Regions from separate parts of the Gossypium raimondii genome. Here region 2 is linked to region 1. A link is a contact called in public Hi-C data. All regions are on one chromosome and are shown on one strand. Each heading gives the region's core, a stretch centred on a gene start, on an enhancer-like site or on the middle of the called end of the contact. The rest is flanking DNA. Distances are from core to core; before and after follow the strand shown.

The links. Hi-C and Micro-C count contacts between places; a contact is called where the count stands out from the background.
Region 2: a contact with region 1 is called in a Hi-C map of leaf, with 2.3 times the contacts expected there. The contact joins the promoter of LOC105793826 here to the enhancer-like site in region 1. A contact is called at or near these places in 2 of 2 Hi-C or Micro-C datasets (both in leaf).

What each region holds. Positions count from the first base shown.
Region 1 is chr3:20,401,502-20,408,339 of ASM2569854v1, forward strand. No RefSeq gene overlaps it. Among protein-coding and RNA genes, the nearest start is that of LOC105793824, 27 kb to the left of the region's middle. Within about 2 kb of position 3,265, the one cell type or tissue checked has open chromatin away from gene starts, as enhancers often do. A contact at or near this core is called in leaf, where this site is marked.
Region 2 is chr3:20,556,389-20,563,226 of ASM2569854v1, forward strand. LOC105793826 (receptor protein kinase CLAVATA1) reads right to left here and starts at 3,498. Exons shown (of 2, transcript XM_012622684.2): 1 at 469-3,498; 2 at 1-379. The coding sequence starts at 3,052. The coding sequence ends at 21.

The sequences.
Region 1 (6,838 bases), core at 2,015-4,514:
TATACGTACAAATAGTTTTCGAATCAAGTTTTCCATGATCTTCTGCCATACGTGTTGATGTGCATGTTTGAGGACCAACAAATTTTCGTATCTCCCACATTTGAGAACTTCTAATGAATGCAGCTCGTACCCGCCAATTGTAGCCTTCCGCTGCCTTCCAACACTCCCCAACATATATTGTCGGAGTAGACACGGAGACTTTATAATCCACCGATATCTTCATGTTGCACGCTTAATGACATATACGCACTCTTCTTTACAGCTGAATCTCTCGCCTATGAATAACTCATCATCATCAGATGTTACGACCAGCTCGTGAGAATGAACTATTTCAGGGTACTCCGGAAACTCAGATACATACGCTGCGTCAGGGTCTATGAGCGACATGTGTGGCCCAGGATTATTGTTTATCACAATACGCCGCATCTGCTCCCTGACCGAAGAAGCGTTAACGCCTTCATCGTTGTTGACATCTTCAGCGTCAATATCATCAGGTACATCGTCCACATCGGGATCAGCGTCACTATCGACCTCTTCATCCCAATGATCGCCGGCTTCTTCTTCTTCGCCGGCACCTTCTTCTTCACCACCAACCATGTCAAAATCGGGGGTAATATTCAGGTCGATACCCATCCCACCCATAGTTGATTCACTATCAACGATGATATTGGAGCCACCATCCGTGGTTTTTCAAATTCGCCTTCTTTATCGATGCATTTTGCTCCACACCGACTAACTCAAACAAATAAGTGAATCGGTGCATTCTTCTCACTCCCATTCCCACAGAGAGATCGGCCATTGTCTCCATCGTCTTTCGTCGTTTACAAGTTCCATTTCATTTAATTTGACCGGATTTGTTTAAACCGAAACTTGTAGAAAATTTTGATATCTTTCTCCCACAACGCCTATGGATTTTTGCATTAATTCTTACCTTCATTTCATCGAACGATACATTTCTATTAAATCTCATTGCTATTTGTTGCCGACATTCAAATACATATCCAACACTTGTTGTCAATATGACTCCATCGAAATAAACGCATACAAGAAACTTGGCATCCATATTCAATATTTAATCTGTTAAAAAACAAAATCTCATAAAAATTTCTAACGGTAACTAAATTACTTAAAAAATTTATACTCAAAATAATACACAAAATAATACACCCTTAAATTATTAATTTTATACTCAAAATAATATTAATAATTTTATACTCAAAATAATACATACTAAAATTATTAATTTTACTAAAATAATAACTAACTAACTAACTATAATAATAATACTAGTTTTTACTAACTAGTTTATTTTCAGTAAATAAAAATAATAAGTAACCATAATAATAATACTAGTTTTTTGCTAACAATAATATTACTAAGTTACATCTTAATACATTAATAACATCTTAATACTAACAACAACAACAACAACAACAACAACAACAACAACAACAACAATAATAATAATAATAATAATAATAATAATAATAATACTAACTAATACTATTATTTTGAGTTTTATTAATCTTAATAACTAAATTAAAACAAAAATATTACAAAATATACAAAATAATAACAACAATATAATCAATTATTTTTAAAAAGATACCTTCTTTTTTCCTCTTTTCTCTCTTTTTCTTCTTTTCCGCAACAACTCTTCTTCTTCTTTTTTTTCTTTTGATTTTTCTCTTCAATTTGGACAGAGGTCGATTTATAATACGAGTAGTGCCATTAATTAGTATGGCACCATTGGTGCCGCTTAATGGCATTGGCACCATTGGTGCCGCTTAATGGTTTTGGCACCTTTGGTGCCGCTTAATCCCATTGGCGTGACCAAGAAACCGTCACATCACCGATTTTTTTGTTTTTTGATATATTTTGATAAATAAAAAATTTCGTAAATAAAAAAAGTTAAAATATTTTGGTAAATTTTTATTTTTTTATAATATTTTTGTAAAAAACCCGTATTAGTTATACCTAATATTGTTTTGTTTTATCTTCTTGCAAACTATGTCGAAAAACTTGGTCGGTGACGATGGTGATCTTATCTCGAATGAAGATCGAAACACCAAAAGGTGCGATTTAAGGATGTCGATACGGATACAAGCTGTGAGATGGTAGTGGATCTAATCCCTACACCAGTACCATCCTGGAAGGACAAGATGTTGGGGAAAACTTTGCCTGCTTCTACAGACGAAGTAGAATTGAATTTCCAGGAGTGAGATATCATGAAGACTACGGTGAATGGTATACCAACGATAAAAATTTCCGAAAGGATAAAGCAACTATTGGTAAAGGGTATGGCAACTATAGCAGTTGTGAAATTACTAGGAAGGAACCTGGCATATCGCACCCTTCATAACAGAATACTCAATCTATGGAAACCATCACTCTCGTTTCAGCTTATGGGTGTTGAAAACAGATACTTCTTGGTTAAATTTCAAGGCAGGGAGGACTACGAAAAGGTTCTAACTTAGGGTCCATGGGTGATTTTCTGCCAATACCTCACGGTTCAACCATGGACACCAGAATTTAATCCCCTCAATTTTTGTCAACTTGGACAAACCCTTAATTTCTCAAATCCCGATGAACGGTAAGCAATAGAGAATTGAATATGAAATTTTCCCGCTGTATATTTCTCACGTGACAGGTATGGACATGTGCGTGACCTCTGTCCTTCCAATGGGCCGGAGAAGGGTCGCGGCGAGAGTAAAGAGGGTTCAACGGCGGTCGCTCCAGAGAAGGAAAAATCAGTGGAGGCGTCGGAATACTTCAGACCATGGATGCTTGTCGAGAGAAAATCACGGCGAAATCAAGGCTCTAATGCTTCTTTGGCTGCGAAAATTCAGGGCAAAAATGGAGAAGGATCTCGATTTAATGCCCTATCTTTAGTACAATCAGAGAGCATTGAAAATGGGGAGATCGGTGCAGATTTTTCGGGGGTTATCTTTAAAAGAGGGAGTTTTTAAAGATTAAAGATGGGGTTAGCAGGGATAATTCCCATAATTATGGGCTGAAAAATGAGCATATTTTTTCAAGAGCTGCGAGCCAGGCCAGGGTTGGAAAAGATCAACGTGGGTCCTTGAAAGCTGGAAATGGGTTGTCCATTGGCTTAAATGCTGGGCCAATAAGTGTGCCCACTTCTAATTCGAATGGAGGAAATTATTTTCAACAAAAAATCAATAGCGTGATGACAGAACCCACGCTCCAAGATTTCAATCCTGCTCAGGCCCAGATTAATAATAAGGAAACAGCGCTCAAAGGTCCCAATTCAGTAAGGCCAGTTGGGCTGATAAAGCATTGAAGGGCCCAATTCAGCTGACGGATACTGGGAGCGGTTCAAATAATTTGCCTTTGGGGAAGCAAACCTTTCAAGATGCGAATCCACTGTCTGAAAGAGCTGGGCAAATCCATCATGCGTCGACCCAAGAAGAACATATCCAGGTTCAATCAACTATTGTTGCTAAATATGTTAATTCTGAAAATTTTCCTGCTTTTTCCACCACAAGTGAGATTGCATCGGGAATGGAACAAAATATTCAGGCCATGGAATTTGATGGAATTAAAGCGCATTTTAATCCAACTTTCGAAGGTACTGTGGGGGGTTGGAGTTCAACTTACCGATGGCATTTTAGATCCTGATAAACACTCTGCTGTAATTTTCAAAGAAAATTTGCACTCAAAGTCTCGTGAACATGCTGTGGGACGAAAATTTGAGGCCTTGGAAGCGGGTAGCTTAAGGAATATAGAAAGAAAAAATAGTAGCAAGGTTGGTTTTGGTTGGGGAGGCTAAAAATTAAACAATTCTTTAAGGGGACGTAGAAGTCGTTTCAAATCTATTGGAAATTCTCGTATTCCTCTAGGTGAATCTATGGAGGCGGTGGTTAATCTTATTTTGTCCCCAATGGTGAATGAGACTGGAAATGGGGTGCAAAATGAGGCAGCTTCCAATTTAGATGGTGCTGATGATTATTGACAGTAATGGTATGACCCTACTTTTATTTTTATTTTTCATGAATTTTCAATTTTTTCTTGGAATTGTCAGAGTTGTGCTAGTGCCAGATTTTTTTTTGTGTTTTTCGAGAATATAATATGAAATACAAGTAAGATATCATTAGTTTGCTTGAACCCAAAGTTAGTGGCACCAAAGCAGACAAAATTATTGCACAGTTGGGTTTCCAGTACTTTCATCACGTAGAAGCAATTGGCTACTCTGGGGGTATATGGATTGTTGAAAAAATTCAGTTCAGGTTGAGGTGGTTCATAATCACCTACAATTTATTCTTTCACGAGTTTGGTTTATTTCTTCTTCGATGCTGTTTTTTTTTTATCTCTTTTGTGCATAGGAGCCCAAATCGACAAAAGCGTGAGGATCTATGGAAATAGGGGTGAGCAAAACTCGATTAGACTCGAAAAAATCGAAAAAAATTCGAATTTCGAGTTAAACGAATCGAGTTATTCGAATCAACTCGAATTTTTTTTTCGAATTTCGAGTTCGAATCGAGTTAAGTTTTCGAATTCGAATAACTCGAATAATTCGAATAATTCGAATATCAAACTATAATATTTGACAGTTTTACCTTAAACTCCCAAACCTTTTTACTTTTCCCTTAAAACTTTTTCTCCTTCCCACTTTCCCCCTAGAACTTTTACTCCCCTCCCCTCCTAACCCCCCAATCTACCCAAAATACATTTCCCACCAAAATTTTACTCTCTCATTTACTTTTTCTCAAAATTTTACTCCCAAAAACCCTCAAAACCTTTTATTTTCTCTCAAAATTTTACTCCTTCCCACTTTTCCCTAAAACTTTTATTCCTTTCCATCCCACCTCCCACCTCCCATCTACCCCAAACCCTCCCTCCAATTTTTTTAAATATTTTCCTCCAAAATTTTACTCCCCTATTTACTTTCCTCAAACTTTTATTCCCAAAACTTTTATTTTCCCTAAACTTTTACTTCTCACTCTTTACTCTCAAATAAAAAATAAAATTATCCAAAAAATCACTAAACATAAATAGTAATAATTTTATTTATATTTACTATTTATATTATTAAATTAAATTTCACATTTTATATTATTTATATTATTGAATTGTTTAGTCACATTGAATATTTATATTAAAATTGAATTATTAATTATGCCATAAAATATTCGTGTTAAAATTTTATATTGGTATCAATTTCACATTTTATCTTTGAAATAACTTTTATTAAAAATCATATTTTTACATTTAATATATTTTTAATTCCAAAATACATAGTGACAAGAATCAAGATAATTGAAACAACTAAGCAAGTTTAATAAACTAATCAAGATATAAAAATTAATAAATAAATTATGAGGTGATGAAAGTTAATAAAAAATTTGATTAAGGTAGACAAATTTTATTACGATGGGTGACAACGGTTATAAGGACCCAAAATTATTTTTTTAAAATTTAACTCTAACAAATATATTCGATTCGATTCGAATTCCATCTCACTCGACTCGATTCGAGAAAACTTCAAATAAAGTTAGGATTATAAAATGAGATTTGAAAACTCGATTAACTCGAAAATTTTTGATTCGATTCGATTCGATTCGATCGAATGCTCACCCCTATATGGAAAGATGCTAATTTAGCTATTCCTGTGGGAAATTTTCCTTGGGTGGCTATCGGGGATTTCATTGCAATCTTATCACATAACGAGAAAGAGGGTGGTCTTTTGCCTGGTAGGAGATGCTCTCAATTTGGTGCTTTTGTTGGTACAACCAAGCTTCACGATTTGGGTTTTAGGGTTCCCCTTTTACTTGGCACGGAGGTAGGCTCTTTGAGAGACTAGATAATGCACTTGGGAATGAGGAATGGATCAAAAGTTTCCCGAATAGCTTGATTACTAATCTCCCCAAGGTTAAGTCAGACCACAGACCTTTCTTTCTTAGCCTTAACCCGGAGATTTCTTTGCCTAGAGGTAGGCCCTTTTGATTTTTGACGGGTTGGGTTGAGCACCTTGAGTTTGGGGATTTTGTGAATGATAAATGGAGTTTTGGTGGGACTATGTTAGAAGATTTAGCAAAATTTACCGAGAGCTTAAAGGAGTGGAATAATCCGTTTATGGGCATAAAGCCACCAGTAAGAGGAACTTGTTTCACCAATTAACAGATTTTCAGTGACGTATGGAATTTTCTGGTTCAAATAGTTTAGCTCAATCAGAGAGGAGGGTTAGATAGAAATTGGAGAATGTACTGCATCTTGAAAAAATCCTTTGGAAAAAAAAGGCAAGATGTGATTGGTTAAACTTGGGAGACCGCAACACTAAGTTTTTTCACGCTCGTACCTTACAACGGAGGAAAAATAATCGTATTACTGCTATTTGTAATTCCTCTAGTGAGTGGATTTTCGACCCGGAGGCCATTGAGTAGGAGGCGGCGGATTTTTACCTAAAATTATATGGGGAGAATCCTGGGCCCATGGAGAAATTGCCTCCGAGTAGGTTCCCTCAGCTAGATGGAAAAATTGGTCACGGATGATGAAATTAAGACAACACTGCTTGACATAGCACCGCTTAAAGATCCAGGTAGTGATGGCTTCCATGTACTTTTCTTTCAGAAGCAGTGGGGTATAGTTGGGCTGTTTGTGAATGGGTTAAAAGGGTTTTCAATGGAGGTGTTATTGATGCTGAGCTTAATAACACTCTGATTGTTCTCATTCCTAAGGTCCAGAATCCAGAGGAGTTTACTCAATTTTGGCCCACAAGTTTGCTCAATTCTTTACAAATTGGTGATGAAGGTAATAGTTAATCGCTTTAAGCTCATCTTTCCAAAAATTATTGCATAAGAGCAAGTAGGATTTATTG
Region 2 (6,838 bases), core at 2,248-4,747, 160 kb after region 1:
GATTGATTAGCAGTTGAGCATCAAAAGGTGAGGAGGCTTGGCCTTTGGGCAGACTGTGGTGGATTGGTGAGCATGTGTACAACTTCTCTCATGGATGGCCTTGCAGTGCTCTCATCCTCAACGCACATCATGGCTACCTTGAACAGATGGTTAACTGCCGTCACTGGATATTCACTTAGCCTGGGATCTACAATCGCCAACACTGAAGCAGGATCAGAGGGTTGGGGTTGTTCTGATGTCATCTTCCTCACCCACCTCACAATGTCCACCCCATCTCCAAACTCCCCAACTGGTTTTCTTCCTGCTATCAGCTCCAGCAGCACAACACCGAAACTGTACACGTCGCTTTTCTCATCAACCCTCAATGTGTAGGCGTACTCTGTTGTTTAACATCACAACAAAGCCAATGCTAGTTAGACATTAACTATAATACTGTTTTTTCTTCGATAATTTCATATAAGTACAAACCTGGGGCGATATAGCCGTAGGAACCAGCAATGGAGGACATGCACTCGGAAGCACCAGCGTCCTGCAAGAACTTAGCCAGCCCAAAATCCGCTACATGAGCTTCATAGTCTTCACCAAGCAATATGTTATTGGACTTCACATCCCTGTGTATAATCAGAGGAGAGCAATCATGGTGAAGATAACACAGTCCCCTGGCAGCTTCCAGGGCAATCGTATACCTTCTCTCCCATTGCAAATGTGCACCCTTTGGCCCATGCAACATTTCTCCTAAGCTCCCATTAGGCATATATTCATACAACAACAGATTCGTGTCTTTATTCGAAACATAACCCAACAATCTCACGATGTTACGATGCCTAATTCGACCCAGAGTTTGAATCTCTGCCGAGAATCCACTATCGTTTCTTCCGCCCACCAATCTTTTAATCGCAACATCGAGACCATCCGGCATTGAACCGCGGTAGACAATCCCAGCTCCACCTTTGCCTATAACATTCTCATTCTTCAAGCACTCCAGCACGTCCTCAGCTTTGAAATCCAGCCTTTGGAATGCAGTAAGCTTCCAGGCTCGTGATTTTTGAAACCTCTTCCTTCTAATTCTATAAACCGTGATGATTATCAGTAGCAAAGCTGTCATAAACGTAATGACTGTGATTATGAGCTTTGAAGCAGCGAAGGATACTGCGTGACCATGACCTGAACCTCTAGTTTGGTTTCCCAAAGATGGGCAATTGACGTGACGAGGACAGAGATTGAGGTTTCCAGTAAACGAGCTATCATTGAAGACTAAAAATTGGCCGCCAATGGGAATTCTGCCCACCAAATAGTTATACGAGAGATCAAGAGTTGTGAGGCTTATCATGTTACGGATTTCAGCCGGAATTTCACCAGTTAGCTGGTTCCTTGAAAAATTGAGAATGCTTAAATCTTTGAGCTCGTCGATTCCGTCGGGAATTTCACCAGTGAAACTGTTCCGACTGAAATCAATGGAAGTAAGAGAAGTGCATCGAGAGATGGAAGGTGGGATTTCACCAGTAATATTGTTGTCACTGATGTTCATCTTTGAAAGCAATTTGATATTAAAGATCTCTCCGGGGATTTCACCTGAAAACTTGTTCATTTCAAGAGACAAAACTTGTAAACTCCGCAAATTGCCTATTGCCGGAGGAATTTTGCCACTGATCCAATTGTTTGAAATTTTTAACTGACCAAGCGAAGCACCCGACATCTGTGATGGAAGTTCACCGGAGAAGAAATTGTCGCCTAACTCCATAATACTCAGCAATGGCAAGTTGAAAATCCCAGCTGGAATCGTCCCATTGAGAAGGTTTTTCATGATACGAATCTTGGTAAGAGACTTGCAGTTGCCAAGTTCTTCAGGGAGTGGACCAAAGAAGAAATTTTCCATCATAATCAACGTCTCCAACCTCCCCCCCTTGCATAAATCCCGAGGAATCAATCCAGTGAGGTGATTCGAAGCAACGTCAAGCTTATAAAGCTTCCCATTGCGCCCCAGATTCTGGGGCAATTCAAACGTAAAGTTGTTTCCCCACACCTGAAACACTTCAAGATGAGGATAATCGCCTACGAATGACGGTATCGAACCGTAGAGATTGTTTTTGAACAAATTTATAAGCGTAATCTTGTTCAAAGCAGAGAAACTGTCCGGTATCTCCCCTGTAAGTTCATTTATAGAAAGATCAAGCGATTTCAAGCTGATTAAACCAGAGAGTTGAGAAGGGATACGCCCGGTGAGACGGTTGAGTTGAAGGAACAACGAGTGCAAGTGTTTCAAATTGCTCAAACTCGAAGGAATCTCACCGGTTATGTTACAGCTTGCCATGTCGAGAAGTTCGAGTTGACTCAATGACCCATACTCAGGTGGAATGCCTCCATCGTAGGCGTTGAAGTATCCGATTACCAAGTATTTGAGGTTTGTTAAACGAGCCAAAAAGGAAGGAGTTTTCCCTGTTAAACCGATGCCATTAAGACCCAAATATTCCAAGCTCTGGATTTCAGAGTACTCCTCCGGTATCTCTCCCATAAAAAAGTTTCCTCCGAAAGATAAATGCTTGAGATATTTAAGATTGACGACCTCAATGGGAAGAACACCCGTGAAGTTATTGTTATAAGCATCGAGAATCTCGAGGTGAGTCATGCCTGCAAAGATTTCTCCAGGGAAACTGCCTTGGAAAACATTGTTGGAGATGTTGAATATCTTAAGAGAAGTCAAATTACCCATCTCCACCGGAATCCTCCCCGTAAGACTATCGGAAGAAATAGTGAGGTTGACGAGCTTGTTGAGAAGCCCAATTTCAGGAGGAATGGTGCCAAAGAGAGGAGCAAACGACACGTTCAGAGCAACAACACTGAAATCCTCATCGCATTGAACACCAGAGAAACGGCAATGTGCTGATGGAGATGAAGAGAATTCCCAGTTCTCGAGTCCCGAACCTTTGGGTCCAATCATTGAAGACTTGAGCAGCAACAGAACTTCAAGATCACTGGAACCATAGACGATGGCTGAGAAGGGTAGTAGAAGACTCGAGAAAACACAGAGAAGATAACTGTAAAAGCTTCTCATTTCAGTGTTCTTCTCTTTTCCTGCGATCAGAGAGAGGTGAAGGCTTTACTATCAGTAGCTCACTACGTTAAATAGAGTTGTACTGTATAGTGGATCGCTAAGAGGATCGTAGTTCCCAAAGCATCAAATGTTGGATATGAAATAAACAAATACAAAATCTGAATTCTGAAAAAGTCAGGGAGAGAGTGTGTAAAAGGAGGGGAGTCTGGATTGCATGAAACCGCTAAAGACACGGCAATACTGTATGGCCCATGGTTCGCATCGTACACTACATGGAATTGAAAAATGGTAGAACACAGAAAGGGTTAACGTTGAATTTACTAGTTTTTAAAGCTTGTCAGCTCTGTGAGTCAAACATGAGGGAGGGAGGGAGGGAGGGTCCCCATGGCAGCAGGAAGAACGACTGAAACGTTTACTCGGGACGGAGTTGATGAAGGGTACTATTTGACGTGGGGCTTAGAGACTGTGAATTGCTAAGGGTACTATACTCATCTGGTTTGACGGCGTGATCTGCCGGTTCTAAAGACTGGCCCTATTATAAATGCAGCTGCCCACTGCATTACTGTCAGACGCCAGTTGTTTTTTCTTTTTCTGAAAGAAAAAAATCACTGGGAAAAACTATCAAATTCACTAGGTTGAGCTTGGTAAAAATATTAGAACATATATATCTTATTATTATTTTGAGCATTTGGGATGATGAAATATGAAAGATGAATGTGGATTTTGTCTTTTGGGGGAGTGATGAAGACAGGGGATGGGCTTTGGGGGTCAATTGCTGGGCCCAGATTAAAGGCTGTGAATGTCCTTTCCCGAAGAAACACCTTTTTCTCCTCTGACTCCTTTTTGGCAGTGAGCTAAAAGTCCACTCTTTTTGTTCTTTTCTCCGATCGGGACCGTCCACAAAATAGGGGACCATTGTCGATTGCCTCTGCACTAACTTCTCCTTTTGCTTCCTTCCCTATCCCTTATGCAATGGTTCATGGACCAACCCAAGTATTCTGCAACTTCTTCTAACCATCCAAGTGCTTTGACATCCACAGTAGAATCTCTTCATCATCTCATTCAAATATTTGTCTTCTTGTTTAAGCAACATTTATGATTGGGCCATTAGCTTGTTAGAAAACTTCCAAGGGAAAAAAATAAACTATGTTAGAAAATAACATATGATAGTGTTCATGAAAAGATAATGCAAACATGACTATATCATGAATATAGATATGCTACATTGTGAGATAAGGTATAGTTTAAACAGTAAATGGATATTTATTTTTTGTAAATGAAGGTTCAATTTAATTTTAGAGTCCAAATTTCAGGAGTATAGGGAAGAACAATAAAGATGAAGCTTAACCTCACTAGGGCTAAGAATAAAATCAATTCAAATTGAGATATTTAGACAGTTTATGAAAAGTAAGTTAAAAATTACGATTACTTGAAATTAAATTGAATTTTATTTTTATTTATATATAATTATTTTTAATTTTTATGATATAAAATAAATATTTTATATTTAAAATAGTTAATAATTTAAAAGTTTTTAAAAATTATTGTTTTTAAGAAATATTTATGAAAAATATCTAATTTTTTAAATAATATTCAAAACCATCAAACAAAACTCATTTTATCAAAATAAGTCTAAACATTAAAATAATAAATTAATATAAAAAAATTGAGAACCAAATCGAACTGAAACAAATTATGATGGATGGTTTAGAAAATTTTAAAAACTTGATTGACCTAAATCAAAATCACCCCTAATCTTGACAGTAAATGTTAGGTACTACAAGTCAAAATATCTTTGAAAAAAAAGCTTAACCTCAACACCTGTAAGTGTTGAAATCATATAACATCATCTCATCATGTCCCAAATTGTGGAAATCAAATTCTCTCAAATTTTTTGGTAAACAACCCTGACCTCGATACATATAAATACGAGGTTAGGGTAAAATTAACCACATGAACCTCAACATCAATTAGTGTTGAGGTTGTTTAATATTTAAAAATTGCACAATTTGAGAAATAAAAAGAGATGTTTTTTTTAATTTTGAATATTTTGAAAAAAAAATTCCTACAATAAGTATTTAAAAAAAGTTATTTTTCAGAATATTTTTTATGGTAGTATCTTTATATTTATGGGTGTCGAGTTTAATTTAGGGTTTTGATCATTAAACTTCCTTGAGATTAAGGAAGGGACAAGGTGTAATGATTCAGATTTCAGCGGTGTCGTAAAAATTTAGTTTTAGATTGGATAAATTGAGTTGAGTTAGTAAATAACTCAAATAGGTTAATTACGTGTTGAGTATGGATGGGGAAGGTTGAATTATTAAGTTTTATTGAATTAAATCAGTTAGTAAAAGTAATACAGAGACTAAAATAAATGAAAATTAGTTTAGAGCTTAATAGGTCTTCCACTGGTAATTAATTAGCAATTCTACCATCATTAAATAAAGGTTAGTCGCTTGGAATGGATGAAACCGTTGGATCCCACCATTGTTCTGATTATTGCTTGATAATCATTGATTTTGGTTTAATAATTTTAATTAATTAAGTTAATAGATTAATTTAATAAAGTGGGAGAGAGAAGAGTAAAAACGTCTTAGCTTCATTCTCATTCTCTTGTTCCCTTTACCATCCAACCCAAAGAAAAACTTTGTTATTTTCTTTTTTTCATTTTCGTAGCAAACAACAAAGAAATTAGAAAGTTGAATTATGGATAATTAATACTAGTTAATGAGAGCCCAAGATGTAGAATCGTTAAGTAATCAATTTTTAATCGTGGAAAGTTTTGAGTATCTTGAATGTCTAGACTTTAATTACATGCATGTTTGAGTTTAGCTGAAATCATGACGGGAATGAGTTAAAAATGTGATAAGAGATTATTGATTTTAGTGTAACTTTCATTTAGGTAATTTAGTTGATTCCTTAATAGTAAAAGACAGGAAGTTTGAGGTTGCATAGTAAATAATAGTATCATGAGTTCCCTATACTATATTAATAAAGTTATTTTTAAATTCGATCGGGTAAATTGTGAGATACGAACGTTTTGGACATTAGGAATCCGAGGACTAAATCAAATAAAATGCATTCACGTTGGTTTGTATTTGAATTGTGTGATTAATGAATTTTTTTGTATTCAGATTTAATTTCATAACTAAAATTGACGTAGGACCATCACAGGATAAAGGGAAATCCAAAACCATTAACGAATGGCTAATATGGTTTGTGCTCTCATAATTCGAGTTCGTTAAATAAATAAATAAATGTATATGCTTGAATTGTCAAATGATTGAAAATAGTAAACTATCAATATGGTTTTATTTGAAAGATGCATATATACCGATTTTGTAATTATGATCATTGGTATGTGATTTGTATATATATATATATATATATATATATATATATATGCTTTCTTTATATATTATGTGATGATTAATAATGGAATTCCTCCTATTAACGTTTTCAGATAAAGTCACAGGTATAGCTCGCATGTCATAAGGTTTATATTGATAGGTGGGAGATTCAACATTATGTGCATACATATTTAGATAGTTCTTTAATGCCCTGGGGGTCGAGAATATATCACCAACTCAAATACCTTGGGGTACAAGCATATTTTGGTATGGCTAGTTGGATAAGAGCATTTATGTCCGATTAGCACTTCAATGCATATTTGGTGTGATGGTGAATTGATCCATGTATTCATTCTTGTATCCGATTTGGTTAATAGGGATTAAAATGTAAAAATCGTATTTTGAACATATATTGAATTTATATGCAAATGCCTTA